Regions from separate parts of the Zea mays genome. Here region 1 is linked to region 2. Evidence: chromatin contacts called from public Hi-C data. All regions are on one chromosome and are shown on one strand. The core of a region is the stretch at or near the end of the contact, and the rest is flanking DNA. Distances in the headings are between cores, read along the strand shown. Region 1 holds the start of LOC100275953. Region 2 has its middle 300 kb from the start of LOC103638558.

Region 1 (6,135 bases), core at 1,155-3,654, 390 kb before region 2:
ACCGTTAGTCCAACCACAGACAGAATATTTCAGCTAATATTAACCTTGTTGGTATTTATATTTATAAAAGCGCAAGTTGAAAACCTTAAATTAGATTTAATTGGAATGCTAATTTAATAATCGTTAGTCAAACAAACATTTAAATAATTAATTAAAATATGTAACAACATAGAATAATACTTCTACATGTAGACAACATTAATGCGAATCCAACACGACTTGAACGGAGCGAATCAGATTTAAAACGCAAAAGATATCACATTTTTAAAATTAGACTACTTTTCTACACACTGTTTTCAAACATTCCAGGGGCTATTTCGCAAAATTACCATCTACTTCCTCTCACCATGGCAAGGGGGATGGGGAGGGCTGATCACGCGGGGGAGGGGGGTCGTCGGCCACGGCCGCAGGGGGTGTCGTCGAGCCGGTCGGCCAGCTGCCGCTGCGCCACCGCGGGTGTGGGAACAGGGGGGAAGGGGGCGCTAGGGGGGAGAAGAGATGGGGCTGCGCACATAGGGAAAATGAAAAACCTTCATGGGACAACAATGGGAAAGCTTACCGGAGAAGATGACCCTCGTCGAAGTCAAGGAGAAATCCATCGATTGACGACGAACCAAAGGTCGGATCGATGAATCGAAAGCACCGAGACGAAACTCTCAATGAGACGAACGTCGCGATACTCTCGGATTTCACCAACTATGCACGGTTTGAAAGTAATTGCTCGCTGGAGTTGGAACCATCTCGAACTTCGGCGAGCAATTCTGGGAATTACGAATCGAAACTAGGGAAACGATTTTGAGATTTGGAAAGGGATCAACGAGAGGGTTCCGACCATATATATTGCTAGGGGTTTGAAGATATTTTATTTTTCATAATAATCCCATTTTTAAAATTAAAATAATTCCAAAAAAGGATGAAATCGTTTTTAATGTCCGAAAAATATCTCTGAGGCTCCAAAAATTCTAGAAAAAATTCTAGACATGATTTGGAACCCAATGAACTCAAAAAATATTTAGAACTTTTGAAAATGTTTTAAGTACCTCAAATAAATAGATTTTGGTTCTCGGAAAATAGAAAAATATTCAGAAAAATATGAAAATTTACCGGAAACTTCTACAAGGCATATTAACATGTTTCAAACACTTTTTACACTTAGAAACACTTTGCAACAGTATGAATGCAACAAACAAAGAACCACTAGGGCTCACTTTACTGTATAACAAAATAAATCTTCATTGTTTTAGTAAAGGAAAAAGAAAAATGAAGAAAGGAAAGAGTAACACCTGAATTTTGAGTATAGAGATAAAATATACCTAAAATTCAGGATGTTACACTTATTAGCCATCAGTTGGTCGTGTTCATCCTTACGTGTCGACCCAACCATTAATACCGTGTGGGTGGTCTTTGCTTTTCCGACAGAGTTTTAGATTCTAGAGTGTGCCTGTGGAGATATTTCTTCTTTTCGTTAACAGTCATAGTAGAAAAAAAAACTCATGCTGGAGTGAAGCTTGAAACGGCGCCAAATATCCGTGAAGGGTTGGCACTTCTAAATTTGCTACAATATAAATTATACGAGTATATAATTCTAGAACATCAGATGGAGACAGCAACTGATATGTTGTACGAAGGAAACGGGACTGATCGGTAAGTTGAACTGATTCTGGTAATAAGCTGCTCTGTTCAGACTTCAGACTGTGGTTCCCCTCTTGGGCATGTACGTACACTGTTACCCTTTTGTGAACGTACGGTACTATGACGTGAAAAGGATCGTTTTCGATGTGCCAATGTAAAAGCTTCTCCCTTGAAGATATGATGATGTGTATCCTTTTAAAATTGATTTGGATTGTAGAGATATGACCATTTCGGCTAGACAACAAAATCGAAATGAGGAGATACATAGCAACGAAACGGGTTTGCCGAAAGGAGGTTCGCCGTTTGGACGGACGCCCCTGGTTTGGCGTCGCCCACAGACCAGACCACAGCAGTAGCAGCGGCTTGCCCCCAGATACCTCGCGCTACCACAGCACGTCACATCCTTTGTGGAACAGAAACGCTTGCAACGCAAGCCATTATGGAATGCACGCCGAACTCATGCACCCGCAGCATCATCCTAGCTAACCACATCCCCAGAATACTCTGTTTGATTTTTTTTAATTCCTTTTCCTTTTTCACATGAATTTAGAGGCACCCACAGATTTTATTTCCTTTTTTTCATTTCCCTGAAGAATACTGGATCTGTAAACTTTCACTAACCCAGATAGTACGACCGTCCCTTCCGTGAGAAAATACCCAACCGTCGTACCAACATCCTCCTCTGTCGGCGATGAAAGCTAAAACCGCCGCCTCTCACACACTACACGAACACGACTCTCCTATAAAAAGCACCCGAGGCGAGGCGAGGCCAGACCAGGCCACTCAACAGCATCACTCAAAGCCAAGCAACAGCAGCAGCTTCCCTAGCAACACCTTGCCCCTGAGCTCATGGGATCCCTGGGCCCCACAGTGAGCTTGAGCATCATGGCCAGGCCAGGCGGCCAGCAGCCGGCGGAGATGGAGAGGAAGAAGGACAGCGGTGTCTTCTTCGGTGGGGGCTGCGGCTTCCGGATGCCGCTGCACTACCCGCGCTACAAGAAGGCGGACTACGAGAGCATGCCGGAGTGGCGCGTCGACTGCCTGCTCCGCGAGTACGGCCTTCCCGCCGACGGCGACGTCGACAGCAAGCGCCGCTTCGCCATGGGCGCCTTCCTCTGGCCCGACCAGTACTGATCCAACCAAACAAAGCTCAGCGCTAGCTAGCTGCGTGCCGGCCGTGATCTCGTCATATTTAGAGGATCAGCTGCATCAGTTATAGCGAGACCTAATTGATCATCTCCATCGATCGTATACATGTTACCATCGTTCTGCTTGTAGTTGTAGCGGCCGGACATGCTGCATTCTAGTATATAGCTGGATCGCGCGCTGTATAGTGTAGTATGTCTATGAAATAAAAGAAATGTTGTTTATTTTATCAGAGATGAGGTGTTCTGTTCTGCCATCTGTTGTGTTCTGTCCCTCTGTTACTTGTCACAAGTCACTACTGTTCCATCTCCAAAACGCTGATATGCATGCTTCACAAACGTATCGGGGTTCCGGAAAGAATTCAGGCGGATAACCTGGGCTAGTTAAAACCGGCCATGGTTTGCAGATCCTCTCGTCCGGCAGCACCCACAGACTCGCGCTCACGAAGATAGCCTGCAAACCCGCGCTGAAGTCTCTAGCAGCATAACAAGTGTTGTGAGTTGTGACGCAAATCCATGCAAGCACCTAGTGCATGCCCGCCTTATCTAGTCTAGTAACCGTAGCACCTCAAATCTATTCTCTAAAACTATTTGTTTTCAAACAAAGTCTTTAGAAAGTGAGACAAATATTCTCATGCATAAAAGTTTAACCCTTTTGCTAGTGTATTCATTCTTAGAGCATGACTTTTGTTTGTTAAGGTTTGGAAGGATTTGTTTTCATATTCTATTGTTATGAGGATCTCATTTTTCTTTTCTTAGAAATGACTCAATTATTAATTTTTAAGTTGATATTTTATTTATGTAAGTATTATTTCCAAAATTATTATAAATTTTTCTGAAATTTCAAACTACGTGTTTATCTCTACAAAGAAAATAAGAGAGAAAAGATAAGGATTTAGAAAAAGGAAAGAAAAAGAAAATTCCCCCTCCCTAGCTGGCCCGTGGCCGATTTCGGCCCAAGCAGCCCGTCAGATTGTGCCCGCTCTTTTTTTCCTTTTCCCCTTTCTCTGACAACCGAGCCCCACCCATCAGTCGCCCTGTGCTTCTTCCCCGGTTGCCCACGCTTACCTCGCTCGACACCGCACCGTGGCGCCCTCGCCACGGCCGCTCCCATCGATTCGTTGCTAATTGGGGCAGGCGGAGATCTGCCCTTCCCTTTCCTCTATGATCCGATGCTCTTCCCCTTCCCTTCCGACTTCCGAGGCGCATTTCTTTCCTCTTTCGAGCGCTATGGATGGAAGGTCGTCCGGAGCATCAATTTACCGGATGCGCAGTGATTTGGAGCTCGATCCTTCCCCCTTTCTCTTCTATAAATACCACTCGAGCCTTTGCTATCTATCGCACGCCCGCACACTCCCTCACGTGCTCCCCAGCCCTATGTCCACAGCCGCCATTGCAACTGCATCACCGCCTCTCGTGGTCAGGCGCCTCCGGTGCCTCTCCGACCACGCTGAGTCCGCCACCGAAGTCTTCGGAGCCCGCCATTGCCTACCCAAGCTCCCTATGCCTCGATTCCGCCTCGAGACGACGCCCCGACCTCATTGGAGTTCAGCAGACCGTCATTCCCGTGGCCCGAGTGCTCCCGTCATCCCCAACGACCAGTGAACGCAGCTCGAGGATCCCCATCACCCACGCATCCTTGTTCTTCACTTGGATTCGCCACTACGCCGCCATACCACGCCCCCGACCTTGTCGGAGTTCTCAACCGCCGTCGCCCACGCATCCGAGGTAGACGAAGCCCGCCTCTCTTTCCTGTCCGTGCGGCTCGCGGCTCACGAAGCCATGCGCAAGCCAAGCCGCGTGATCGAGTCCGTCGGATTTAGATTGCGTGATTAAGATTTAGCCGAGTCGGACAAGTTCTTTTCATCTTAGCCCTCGGATCCTGATCGGACGGTCCGAGATCGCCAATACCCCTTCACCCGAGCTGCCGAAGGTTTCTTTTAAAATAACCTCGGATTTTTCCGTTTTCGCGAATAGGTCCTTCCACCTGTTAAGATCCTCACCGAGAGGTCCCTGGTTTTTCTATAATGACTATTTTATCCTCAAAGAAGCCCTAGTTAGGTCCTTGCAGCTTTATTTCTTCATATAATGACTATTTTATCCTCAAAGAAATTGGTTCTTGTTTTATTTACTTTCTAAAGTATTGATTAATTACTCTAGGACAGTTTTATAGAAGTTTTATAACCTCCAAAACGTGAGTTAATTCTAAATTTTTTTTGCATGTGTGCTATTAGAAGACACTCTCGTGGTAGAAAATCAGGTTCAATTCGAAGAGGAATCTCAAGATTTCTGCGAGGAAGGCAAGTGGACATCTTCCCCTGTATTTATATTTTGATCCTAATCATCAGGATAACTAAGTTTACATTTTATGATATGCATAATTTGATGGGCTTACCTAGTTAGCAATTACTAGTCTTTACCAACCTAAACATTGATTAAACTCGGGCTTTATGCTTTGCTTATTAGTTGCCAAAGCTTTACCTCGGCTTAATGATGTCACTCCTTTTATGTTATTAATGTTCCAAGGATTAAGTTTGTGCTATCATTTTGGTTAATTGGATAATTAACAATATCATCTGGGCTAAAACTAGAACATGGAGGACCACCCAGGAAAAACAGTGCAACCACGAGTGCCATCATGGCTCTAGCTTTGACAACTAACTTAATGTGCTTAGTGCTTAGTAACCTTACCAAAAATATGGGCAAATGGGGGAGTGGTCGATGGCGGTAGCTCACGTTAACATGGGGACGTAGTCTTGGTTAAGCTACCTCGACCAGAGGGCCTCCACACCGGCTTGGAATCCTTGAAGGTTGCTTCATACTAAGTATATTTTGTGAAAGCTTCATAGTGTATCCCTAGCCATTCACCTCGAAAGTGAATACGGGACACACAAACCCAGGCTAGAAGGGATACACAGCTTGTGGGGTAAAGTTGTACCACCTCTGCAGAGTGTATAAACTGATATATCAGCCGTGCTCGCGATTATGAGCGGCCTAGACCCTCACATGATAATTGAACTTAAATATGGAGATTAAATCATGATTTCTTTTGGATTCAAGTGGTTCACTTAAGTGTTTTCTTAAGTGGCTTCGAGATAATGATTATTGATATTTATTAGTTAGGTTTTTGGGAAATGCTCACACTTAGTAAATAGGTGTTGCTAATAAAAGTTTCACCAACTAAAATGCTAACCACATAAACTATCAACCTATCCTTGCTAAGCTTTGATCATTCCCCCTCTTGCTGAGTACCCACTGTATGTGTACTCACCCTTGCAAATATTTTGATTAGAAGGATGTGAAGAAGGCTTTGAAGAAGACGTCGCCGAATTCTAGATCTAGCGATGCGTCGGTCATC
Region 2 (5,841 bases), core at 2,778-5,277:
TAAAGGCTATGAGTTGTGTAGATAAATTAGAGACCATTAGAAGGGGATTAAGTGTTCCTAAGACAAGTAGGCGTGATCCTATACAGGTATTAAAGTTATTGCTGCTCAAAGTCGGGCTGACAGGCTGGTGGTTTCAGACTATCAATCAGGCCACCCAGTTCTGAATTTCTGCCTGTCTGCCCCACTTTGAGAACTTGTAAAGGCTGTCCTGTGTTACTTTGTGCTAACAGGTTTAAAGCAAAGTTGGAGAGGTAGTATTCATGAACAAAGTTTATTAAGGGACCCTAGCTTGACATTATATAAACTTGGAAGATATAGCGCCCAAAAAGGCTTCTGTCGAAAGGAGAGGGTCAGCTGAATTAAAACTAAGGTTTAGGGTTCAGGCAAAAAAATGGTAACCAGATTTTGCATCCAATTTTTGGATGCTATAACTTGTAATCTAGGAGGTTTGGGTCTATGAAATCTGTAGAGACTTAGTAGACCTTGGACTAATGAACAAGTTCTATTAACAGTGGTTGATCTGTCTTAATCAAAAATTAAGAGAAATGGCTAACTGAAGTTGGGTGGGTCAGTCAAGAACTATAGATCCAAAAATACAGAAATATCTATATTCGATCTTTTCCTCCCTTGCCGTGTCCTATGTGAAAGGGTGAGATGGTTGAGATAAGAAGGTGCAGAAATATTTAGAATTACGCACATCACTGAAATATCACCAGTAGAAATATCTACTACAGTGCCATCCTATCCTTACCTCCTCCCTTTGCCAGGGATAAACTTCACCCTGCATGACTCTGCTCTATGAACCAGCGTGGATCTTCTTGGATGAGCCACGACTACACCCCATGCTCATAGTTATCCCTGCTGCAAATTCAAGAATCCAGCCCCCTTGATCTTTTCGCTGTCTATTTAAAGAGCAACCGGGGGCGAACGAAAGCAGGAGCAAACCAGTGATCCTTGCTTCGACCATCAACCATAGTGAGTAGCTTCAGTTAGCAGTATTGCTCTCCCTTCCCCAAACCATACCTTGGACGTGTCCAGTTCCACTGATTAAGCTACCGAGCGTGTCTGGTGACCACCTCGCCAACACATCAACCTCACGTGGCCAGGCGGTTACAGTATGGCTTCACCCTTAAGAATTTGTGTTCTAGCATCTCTATAGATTGGTGAAGCTCACCTAGAAGCCCGATTGATATTTGTGGTCCTAGTTTGGTCGGAACATGAGTTTGACGCCGCGTGAACTGCCGTGGTGTCGACCCACCCAAAACTCAGTTGGTCCGAGGACAATTCTTGTGAGCATCGCGTTGCCCATGCCTCGCTCGTGCTCCCCGTGCCCTTAATTTGATTCATCTGGTACCGAAATCAGTCGGGCAAGCACCGCGGAACTAGGATCCCGTCGTGGGCGCGGTCAAGTCGCTCTGTGAGTTTGTGAGCCAAATCCATGCTCATATCTGCTCGGATTAGGTTAAGATTTGATCTAGCTGCTATCTAATGACTGCTCGGGTTTTCCTCCACCGTAGGGTCGCGGGGAGAACTCGACCACGCCGCCGGACTGCGTCAGGGACTCAATTTTGAAAGAAAAGAAGCTTAGAAGGGGCTGGAAATAAAGTGTCAGTGACTGACGGAATTTGGTTGAAGACTTCATTTCTAATATTTGCTCTGGCGAGGACCTTTGTGAAAAACCTATTGTGCGGCCGCGGGCGCGCCCCAAATTCCGCATAGACCTAGGCTGGTTGGGCCAGTTTTGGCCCAACATTGTTAGTAGTTTTTCTTTTTCTTTTTCTAAGAAGCTTTAGAAATCCATAAGAAACTCTAGAAAAATGCTAAAAATATGAGGCTGATTTTATTGGACTCCTGAATTTCTATAGTATTTAAGAAAAATAGTCTTAGGATTTTTAGTCCAAACAAGGAATTATATAGTATTTAAAAGGACTTAAATCTATACCTCTAAAATTTTAGAAATTATTTAATTACCCGTAGATCTTAATATAGAGCATAACAGCGATAGATCACAACACTTAGACTTGCTACCCTTGGACACTCTAACTTGGAATAAGTATAGGAGTCAGTTAACTAACCTTCTTAATTACTTTGCTAGGTTAACTAGTACAATATTTGGACTCACTAACTTTGGACACGAAATAATCAGATTAAGGGTGATATCAAGTTAATTAACCTCTTAACCTAGCAAGGTTCTTCACAAGCGTCAAACAAAAAAAATAAACCGAACATATGAAATGAGGCATTACAACACACACTTCATTTTCAACTACAAAATACAAGAATATAGGTAAAGCTAACTCTAGGTTGCAAGTATTACGATAAATGGGTTACCAACTGGTTGAGCTACCTGATCATATCTACTTAAGTAGGGCATCGACACCATACAAACAAACAAAAATTCATTATATGTAATATTGGCAACATCTATCATCTTAACGCTAGAAACTCTAGATTTAACCTTCATATTATTAATTTGACCAAGCACACAACATACGTCTATTTGAAGATTATGTACGCAACTAAGAAATCTAGCCTAACCATTCATCGACCCAACTAACATAGATAATAATTTAGCCTACCAAGAACCAATTTACCTGGAATCGCCAGAACGGTGATGCCCCCGGTTCAGTTAAATATAAAACAAAGCCTTAGCACTTATTAATACATTACCGGAAGCTAAATAAAACGCCTCACCTAATCACGTTTATTTTCTAATCGCGAAGGTAACTACAACACTACACACACTAAGATATTTCATCAAACATAATATAACCACAACACGCCTGCGATACAAACATGATAATCATTGGCCGTAATTCTAATCAATCTATCAATCAAATTAACTAGCTAGGGTAGGGAAAGAGCTCACCATATCATCAACCACTTTAATATTTGTCAGAGCGACGACGATTTTTTGTTCGGGCTTTTCGTCAAGCACTTGGTGAACATCATGCTACTTCACCTAGCTTCACCTTGCCACACATGTGCAATGCATCGATGATCAGCCAGATCGAAGGAGGGATTGCGAGACTCTAGTGTTGACGGCACGGAAGAGGAGGTACGGGCGCTACGGCGAAGTGAACGGGGAACGTCCTCATCGCAGTTGCAAGAACAGCCAGACCAGGGGCAGTGCATGGTGTGCGATTAGAGGTGAGGACACATGGTCTACTGGGAGGGAACACCGGCACAAAGCACGAGGGATGGCGGGAGTCAATCGGTGAGATCCAAGTACTGCGCGATATGCATCAGGGATAAGCATGCGCGGCAGCGACCATGGTCGATAAGCCTAACGATACAAGGCCTAGCGACGAACGCGTTTCGACGTGCATACGTGAGCCGAACCTTGAAGACAGAGGTACGGTGAATCGGTGGCGCGGTTCGAGCTAGAAGACGCCGTGGTGGCTAGGATGTAGAGGCGAGCGTGCCAGAAACTGCAGCCTGGGCACAGCTGAAGTTGATGCCGGGCCGGGAGAGACTCACGGTGGGGTAGGCCGGCAAACTGGAGCAGCTCGTGCACAGGGACATGAAAAGCGAGCAGCGCGCCAGGCTGAGGACTCGAGGGCGCCGGCATGCTGAAGGACAAGGCACCAGACCAGTACGTTGCGACAGCCTCGGACGAGCGCTGGCGGCCGAGTACGTGATGACAGGAAAACACCGGCGGCCATGGAGGCGAGCTGCAGCTTGGGGTCGGGCTGGGCGAGCGCAGCAAGGAGCCAAGGCGAGGTCCCACCTAGCCGAGCTGGGGCTTCGGGACGCCATGGGAGGAACGCCGAGGGAGCTCGGCATGGGCGAGCTCGGACCTTCCTGGTGGCCGGTGAGCAGTGAGGGAGCGCTGGCGAGGAGGAAACCGAGAGGGAGAGGGCAGCGTCGGGGAAGGGGATGAGGGAGTCATCGGCAAACTCGAGGAGGAGCTCGGTCGCTGCTTGAGGAGGAGAAGGGAGCAGGGACGCAGGGGCGCGCGCGCTGGAGACCAGAGAGGCGTCGATGCTCCATGGAACCTGCGTACGGACGAACAGGGCTGGAGATGAGCACGACCACTGGGAGATAAATCACCAGCGACAGATAAGGCCCCTGCGCGCGTAGGAGATAAGGAGGACTAGAAAAAAAGCGCCTTATCAGGCGCTCTACCATTCGTGTGTACAAAATAATAGAACTACAATTGATGGTAAATATGGGCAGCATTATATATCTTTGTCATGAAAGTGTCATATAATATAAATGCTAAAAACACATAAGAAATGATGATATGGTATCTCGGCTCATAGAATTATTGTTTCTCCATAGTTTCGATGTGACTTCATTCATTGCTACCAAATGGTTTATCCGATAGCATAAAATGGTTTACATCAAGGTCACCATATCAAGTTTAGTACGCTAATACATAAACAAGTAGCATAAAGTCCGTCATAGCATGCCATCACACACATATAAAGAAACGGCCTAGGCACCTCATGTCTGCACTCATACAAATGGGTGACACTTCCAATCTAGAATGTTCAACAGTGCAATGGGCACTTTTGCAGACAGAAATACCTAAGAAAAAACCACTTAAATCCTAAGCAAAAGTTACCAGCAAATGAAAACATGAAATTATAAATGTTCACTTGGGTAGATGTTTGCTCATGTGGAAGCTTCATCTACGCAGGCATGGAAGCAGGCATGGAAGGAGGGTGTCTCAGCTATTTGATGCGAGTCCAGATCAAAAGTTGTTTCATCTGGCATTATGTGTTTGTTTCCAGCCCAAACTTTCTGTGGCCCATTAAACCCTTCTCAGACTGAACAAAAAACAACTTAGGCCCCCCTATCAAATCGCTCCAAGGTATATTAGTGCAAGAGGGAATAAACAAAGAAAATTCTCCAAACGGTTTTCAGATGCTTATATTAACTTGAATGCCCAACGGTGCAATGTCCATGATTTCAAGTTCCTGGACGACAGCTCCACTTACGATTGGTTTCAGCCTAATAGCCTTGGACTTCCTGGAATGGAACAAGTCAGTTTTGGGTCTATACAAAAGGGATCATGCAATAGTTACCTATTCTCTAATGTTTTTTGAACCATATTGTGAATTGATGAGGAAAAAAATAAAAAACATGCAACCAAATTTGTTATGATCAAGAATTTCTTCATTTAAACATAGCAGTGCAATTGTATATTGGGTATATATATGTTCCAATTTACCCTTACTGAACGATATAGAGATTGCCACATTGCGACTGGTGAAGAAAAAAGAAAAATAAATGCAACTGCATTTGCTATGATCCAGCATTCAGATGTACTTTCGGTAAATGAAATGCAACTATATTGGGGTATATATCTGCTCTAGTTTACCAAACAAATAACACATCCTAATTGAAAAATCCAGGGTCTGTTTTTCCCATATAATCCATTGCATATATTAAGATCAGTTTTTGGCACATTGCAAGTTAATGCCACTGGGCTGGGAAGATAGTTAAAAAAACAGTCACCTGAAATTTACTTGTAGAGAAACAAGCTCGAATAATTCCCAGCAAGAAGTGTTCCTTTGCAGTTAAAAATGTGATGCATTTCATAGTGCCTTCGACGTAAGGTTGGTCAGCCGGTGGAAAATGGACTTGTTGAGTACCTCTTTAGCAAGGATGGGAATGAACATCTACACTATGATAAGTTCTCTAATTTTTTTAAGTAGTTGCATGATGAGGTGATCTATTTCTTTTCATTTTTTGTCTGTTAATATATTGTCAATCTAGATAATGTCTCTATCAATATAATTATTGAGAGACATAGCGTAAGCCAAATAACCCGTTTATATCAGTCAACTATATTTTGTGATTATTTGTTTCTTTATTTCTTCAGGTTTCCAA

The links. Hi-C and Micro-C count contacts between places; a contact is called where the count stands out from the background.
Region 1: a Hi-C map of leaf shows a contact between it and region 2, with 5 times the contacts expected there. The contact joins the promoter of LOC100275953 here to the enhancer-like site in region 2. A contact is called at or near these places in 6 of 25 Hi-C or Micro-C datasets (ear, leaf and tassel).

Annotation. Positions count from the first base shown.
Region 1 is chr9:62,449,277-62,455,411 of Zm-B73-REFERENCE-NAM-5.0, reverse strand. LOC100275953 reads left to right here and starts at 2,404. Exons shown (of 1, transcript NM_001149872.2): 1 at 2,404-3,033. The coding sequence starts at 2,482. The coding sequence ends at 2,766.
Region 2 is chr9:62,060,072-62,065,912 of Zm-B73-REFERENCE-NAM-5.0, reverse strand. No RefSeq gene overlaps it. Among protein-coding and RNA genes, the nearest start is that of LOC103638558, 300 kb to the right of the region's middle. Within about 2 kb of position 4,027, at least 4 of the 20 cell types and tissues checked have an H3K27ac peak or open chromatin away from gene starts, as enhancers often do. A contact at or near this core is called in leaf, where this site is marked.